Regions from separate parts of the Arachis hypogaea genome. Here region 1 is linked to region 2. The links are chromatin contacts, called in public Hi-C maps. All regions are on one chromosome and are shown on one strand. Each heading gives the region's core, a stretch centred on a gene start, on an enhancer-like site or on the middle of the called end of the contact. The rest is flanking DNA. Distances are from core to core; before and after follow the strand shown. Region 1 has its middle 20 kb from the start of LOC112783160. Region 2 holds the start of LOC112786327 (serine/threonine-protein phosphatase 7 long form homolog).

Region 1 (3,497 bases), core at 268-2,767, 50 kb after region 2:
TGATCTATCTTGTTTCGTTTACCTTATTGCTTCGTGAGCATTGCGCTTTTCGTTTTACCGACTTTTGTTTTACCCATTTCTTTAAAGGCTCCTAGATAAGAATATCCTTGCTATAATATATAAATATATTTTTTTTAGAGGTTGTAGCACCTCGCCACCTCTGTTTTACATCCTAGGTGTAAAGCTCTGTGTGGTAGGGTGTTACACTCACTGTGATGGAGAAGAATTTTGACGCCGGGTTTTTCATTGACTCTCAACTCTTGCCGGGCACTGAGGATTTCTTCTGGAATGAGGATTTGGCTACTCAAGTGAAGTGGACATACCGGAGCCTCCTCTGGGATGCCGTCATTGCCAGAAAAGTGGTGCTAGTCTTGGCTCAGTGCTAGGTTCTGGAGGGGAAACATAGAGTTGCTCAAAGGGATATTGCTAGCATGAAAACTGAGGGGGAGTCCCTGAGGACCCGGCTTGCTAGAGAAGAGAAGAAAGTGAAAGAGGTTGGCGAAGAGATCAGTCGCCTCATTGACCGGGACCTCTCCCTCTCGAAGCAACTTAATGATGCTCAAGGCCGGGCTACTGCAGTGGAGGCCAAAGTGAAGGAGCTGGAGGCAAAGCTAGCGGAGGCTGCAAAATCAGCGAACTCTGCGTGGTAGGAGGCTACTAATATGAAGAATAAAAACAAGAAGATCATTAAAGACGTCCGAGATGCCATTGCGGCGGACGCGCTCCCGACTTCGACACTTCCGCTGTTGGTGCCTTTAAGATGATTCAAGATGGCAACATCGTCGATCTGCCAGGAAATGACATGCATGTTGCTGAACTTTGTAATTTTTAATCCTCTTTTGTTATTGGGCTGATCTGATGCCCTTGTATTCTTGAACATCTTTCTTGTTAGGCCGGTATGATGCCCTTTTGAATTTCTGATTTTCAGGTTTTATAACGTGAATTTTGTATGCTTAAGAAATCTAGTAATAATCGCTTACTACTATATTATTCCTTTGCTTGGCCGTTTAGCCGTGTTATCATGGATATCCGTGTGTTTGCGCATAGAGGCTCCCGGGGTGATCAATCCTGAGAAGCCGATTTGATAAATCTCAACAGAACACGAATGTTTCCAAAATGGGTCTCATTAAAACCCCTTGCCGCCATCCCATTTTGATAGCAAGGGGAAAGAGTACCCTTTCTTTTACTAAATCATGACAGTATAATTAGACATGCAAAAAGTAAAACAAGCTAAATAAAAATGGAGATATTTAAATGAACTTATGAGAATGAAAAAGATAACCATGTAGATGGGAGGTCGTCAGACCACTAGGAGTAAAATCTCCTAAGGTTTGTCACATTCCAGGTCCTCGATACCTCCTTCTCATCTAACCACTCCAACTTGTAAGCCCCTTTGCCTAGTACTTCTCTCACTTTGTAGGGACCCTCCCAATTAGGGGAGACTTTCCCTTCTCCAGGGGTCCGTGGACCGACTCATTGCATCGCAGCACCAGGTCGCCTTCCTCAAACCTTCTGCATTGGACTTTGCAGTTGTAGCGCAGTGCTAACCTCTACTTCAGCGCCGCTTCCAACAAGTGGGCCATCTCCCTGGTCTCGTCTATCAGGTCCTTCTCGGCTGTTTCGTCACTTCTCCCGAGGAGCAGTCTTGGGATTAGTTTCCCTATTTCTACCGCATCTACACCGTAGGTAAGCTAGAAGGGCGTCTCCCCAGTAGAATATTGTGGTGTTGTTCTATAGGACCACAAGACCGAAGCTAACTCGTCTGCCCAGGAGCCCTTCCTCTGATCTAAGCACTTCTTCAGCCCATTCAGAATGACCTTGTTCGCTGCTTCAGCTTGTCCATTACTCTGGAGTATTCTACGGAGGAAAACTTTTGTTTAATTTTAATGCCTGACAGGAACTCTCTGAACTTTTTTTGAAAAACTGCATTCCGTTATCTGACACCACGACCTCGGGAATTCCAAATCTCGCGATCAACTGTCTCCATATATAGGAATTTTTAGCAATTTGAAGATGATATTCTTGCTAAGGGATCCACTTCCACTAACTTGGTATAATAATCTATGGCCACAATTAGATATTTAACTTGTCTTAGGGCCGTCGGGAAGGGGCCCAGCAGGTCGACTACCCATTGGTAGAAAAGCCGTGAGGCCAGGATGGAGCTTAGCTCTTCTGCCTGTGCCTTATGAAAACTTCCATTTTCTTGGCACGTATGACACTTCTTAATAAACTCATTGGAATCGGTCATCATGGAGGGCCAATAGTAACCAGCTCTAACGAGCTTCCAGGCTAAGGATTACCCTCCAATGTGGTGTCCGCAACACCCTCATGCACTTCTCTCAGGACATACTCCATCTTATCGGGCCGCAAGCACTTCAGCAAGGGTTGGTTGAGTTCTCTTTTGTATAGCTGCCTTTGCACCACTGTGTATTTGGTAGCATCCCTTCTTACAACCTTGGCTTCTTCCTCGTTCCTTGGCAAATGTCCTTCCTCAATAAAACACTGGATCAGATCAATCCAAGAGAGATTTTCCTCTTGAACTTGAACCAAGCAAAGGGTTACTGACGGTTCCCTTATCAGGCCTTGGATAAAAGACCAGTTTCCTGTCCCAGGCTTGGTGCTCGCCAATTTTGACAAGATCTGCTCTGGCATTCCTTTCCCCGGGCATATGCTGGATGACGACCTCTTCAAAGTCTTTGCACAACTACTTGGTCCTTTCCAAATATCTCTGCATCAATGGGACCCGGGATTGGTATGTGCCGTTCACCTGGGCCGTCACGACTTATAAATCACTGTTGACCTCAAGCTTCGACGCCTTAACCTATTTGGCTAGCAATAGGCCTCCTATCATAGCTTCGTATTCAGCTTGGTTATTAGAGACCAGGAACTTGAATTTAATATACTGCTCGTAAGTCACGTCTTTCGAGTTCTCAAATATGATCTCGGCTCCTCCGAACACTTGACTTGAGATTCCATCCAGATGGAGCTTCCACCGTGTGCTCAGTACTTCGGGAGCATTGCCCATCACCTCAACCAAGAAATCCACCATTGCTTATGCTTTGATGACATGCTGGGGTTTATATTGGATATCATACTTAGACAACTCTACTGCCTAGGTCATCATTTGCACTGCCAAGTCGGGCTTTTACAGGATTTATCGGATTACCTGATATGTTCTAAGTGTAATCAGGTGACCCTGAAAATATTGCCTCAACCTCTGAGAGGAGATTAATAGAGCAAAAGCCACTTTTTCTAGCCTTGTATACCTCAGTTCCACACCCTAGAGCACATTACTTATGAAATATACATGTTGTTGTAACGCCCTACCACACCCTGGAGCACCTTAATTATGAAATATAAAGCTCTGTGTAGTAGGGTGTTACATGGAGAAAGATAACGTCCACGAATGTCGGTAGGTCGGTAAATGGGGCTACTTGCAAGGACACTCTGATGCTCAAGTAAGCGTCCGTACGAAAAGGCAGCTAATTAGAGTAAGT
Region 2 (3,114 bases), core at 520-3,019:
GCAACAGTGCTAAAGGCCCATCTAAATCTTTGTAATCATATTGCGTGGCCCAACACAGAGACCTACACAAGTGGGCAAGACAAGCTGATCCCCAACTATATGTCCTGATTCTAGGAATATCACGGAGCAAGGGTAGAAATTTCCAATGCATCCCTGCACCGGATTTGTCAGCAAATAACGTGGTACCAAACAACGACATAATGTGGCACCTGGTATAATGCTCCATAGCCTCATGAGTAATCAAAATTATTCCATACTTAACATTACGCAACCATGTTAGTTTGATAAAGCTACCTCTGCATTCACTCGCTGTTGGGATAACTCCAAAGTTCATCAGACATTCTTGCACCATGGATCCGTGATTACTGTTGGTTGGCCATGTAACTAGTAGCCCAGTTCCTTGAATCCCAAATATCAAAGCTACATCTTCTAAAGTGATAGTACATTCACCTATAGGGAGATGAAACGTATGAGTCACTGGATTCCACCGTTCTATCAAGGCATTTATCAGGACCGTTTGTCCTGAAATTTTTCGAATCTGAAACACATTGTAAAAGCCAGCAGCTCTTAGATAGGGTTCTATTCTCCGATCATATAGTTCTGGAGCATATAAGTGTCTCAGTTCAATTACTCTAGAACCCTGACAGAAATAATCCTCACGTAATTATAACTGTTAAAATAATAATGATAATAACAACAATAACAATATCATTGTTAATAAGTATGGAAATGCACTTGGAAGTGAAACTATTAAAAAATGAATTATAACAACCATAATCACAATAACTATTAAAACTTAATAACACTATCAGTAAACTTGTAACTATCTCAATAATAGTAATAATTATAATAATAATAATAATTAAAAATAAAATAGCCACTAAACTCTTAAAAATAGGGTCCTTAAAAGTTTATTTAGACTAACTACCATGTTCATATTAATTTTGTACACTCAAATCAATTATTATAACTAACTTCACTTTCAGTCTATAATAATACTATCAGTAATCATATAACTATTTCAATAATAATAATAATAATAATAATAATAATAATAATAATAATAATAATAATAATAATAATTAAAAAAATAAAATAGCCACTAAACTCTTAAAAACAGGGTACTCTCATGTTTATTTGGACTAATTACCATGTTCATATTAACTTTGTACACTCAAATCAGTTATTATAACTAACTTTTAGTCTATAATAACACTATCAGTAATCATATAACAACAACAACAACAACAACAACAACAACAACAACAACAACAACAACAACAATAATAATAATAATAATAGTAATTAAAAAATAAAATAGCCACTAAACTCTTAAAAATAGGGTACTCACGTGTTTATTTGGACTAACTATCATGTTCATATTAACTTATTACACTCAAATCTATTATTATAACTGACTTTTACTCCATAATAACACTATCAATATATAATAACACTATCATGTAAATATATAATAACTATCTCAATAATGATAATAATAATTAAAAAATAAAAAAGCCACTAAACTCTTAAAAACAGAGTACTCACGGGTTTATTTAGATTAACTATCATGTTCACATTAACTTATTACACTCAAATCTATTATTATAACTAACTTTTATTCTATAATAGTACTAAGTTCATTTAAGCAATTTATAATTGATGTTAACATTATAAATAATTTTATAGGCAAAAAAAATTACTTACATATAAAGGATGATCAAGATATTTCAAAATATGTTTATCCATTGGGATTTTTTTCTTCCCCATCTTGAAAAAGATAAAGCTGGAGTTCAACAAAATATGCAACCTTCATATGGAAACAATGGTACTTAAGAAAAAAGGAACCGAAGCAGAGAGCAGAGAGTTAACACACACTTTGTGTTTTGGTGTTTTGGTCTTCTCAATGATGAGTGAGAGCGTCTGGGGAGAGAGGAGTCACGGACCACACAGGGGCTCACCGCATGCGAGCCATGTGGACACAACATCAAATCGGAAGTACCTATTTTCTTCATGCTTCAATTTCCAGCCGTAGATCACCCATCTTGCGGTTGCTATCCACGGTCTCTCTGCTCATCCGCCATAAAATCGGTACCCTCATTTTGTTTATTGATCATAGCCGTTCTCACCTGATCCAACGCCTCCAGCTTCTCTTTCCACACTTTCTCTCCTAATAGAAAATGCTATTCACAATTTGTTTAAAATCGTTATTAACGATTTCTGAATATGCCAATTATCAAACCCATATCTGTGCATAACACACTCCGAGTCTCATTTTTGGGTATTACCCACAATCTATCCTAATATTAAAAATAAAAAATTCGAATATTTTTTACATAACTAATTTTGTTTTTGTTATTAAAATAAAAAATATAAGTTGTTAATCATTTCTAAATTTAATTTTTTGATTCTACAAAAACACTATTGTCTATTTTATTTCGATTACCAAAATTATTTTTAAAATAAAAACTGACGTTGTACGTTGTATTATAGGATAGTGTAGTCATTCATTTTTCCTTAAGAGAAATGCTAACTATTTTTAATATTTTCAACTTTAAGATATGTTAAATTTTAATTTGAACTATAAATTTGTAAAGTATTTATAATAATAATTATTATATATTTATCGTTTAAAATCTTTAAAATAAGAAATTCCACTTATTTTTATTAATTTGTTTAGTTAATATGATTCGGTACATTTTTTATTTATTCTAATTGGATTTATCTTTTTTTTGAGATTATATATATAATAAAATAATAATCACCAACACTATGGATTGTGGAATGTGTAGTGGACACGGAAAAGAAAACCAATCCACCTGAAGCTATAGTTATATGCTATACGAGTATCGATTCCCAAGGGATAGCTCAGTGAGGGCACTTGTTGTCCCTCTAAAAAGGTTTTTGAAACACATTGACAAAGAGTGAAAGATCAACGCAGATAAAACTTAACAACCACAGAGTGGCAGGAAAGAAAGTAATGGAAATGGGGCGTTTTCCCTATTACGCTGTTCAGCATGGTCGACAAGTAGGCATATACACTACGTAGGAAGATTGTAATGAGTAGGTATTAGGGTATAACCACGCTGAGTTCGAAGGATTTCATGTTTGTGA

What was found. A called contact is a pair of places that touch in the nucleus more often than the background predicts.
Region 1: a Hi-C map of leaf shows a contact between it and region 2, with 2.9 times the contacts expected there. The contact joins the enhancer-like site here to the promoter of LOC112786327 in region 2. A contact is called at or near these places in 3 of 8 Hi-C or Micro-C datasets (all in leaf).

The regions. Positions count from the first base shown.
Region 1 is chr20:127,740,879-127,744,375 of arahy.Tifrunner.gnm2.J5K5, forward strand. No RefSeq gene overlaps it. Among protein-coding and RNA genes, the nearest start is that of LOC112783160, 20 kb to the right of the region's middle. Within about 2 kb of position 1,518, at least 1 of the 3 cell types and tissues checked has open chromatin away from gene starts, as enhancers often do.
Region 2 is chr20:127,690,650-127,693,763 of arahy.Tifrunner.gnm2.J5K5, forward strand. It overlaps LOC112786327 (serine/threonine-protein phosphatase 7 long form homolog), which reads right to left and starts at 1,770. Exons shown (of 4, transcript XM_025829717.1): 1 at 1,708-1,770; 2 at 1-640. The coding sequence starts at 1,770.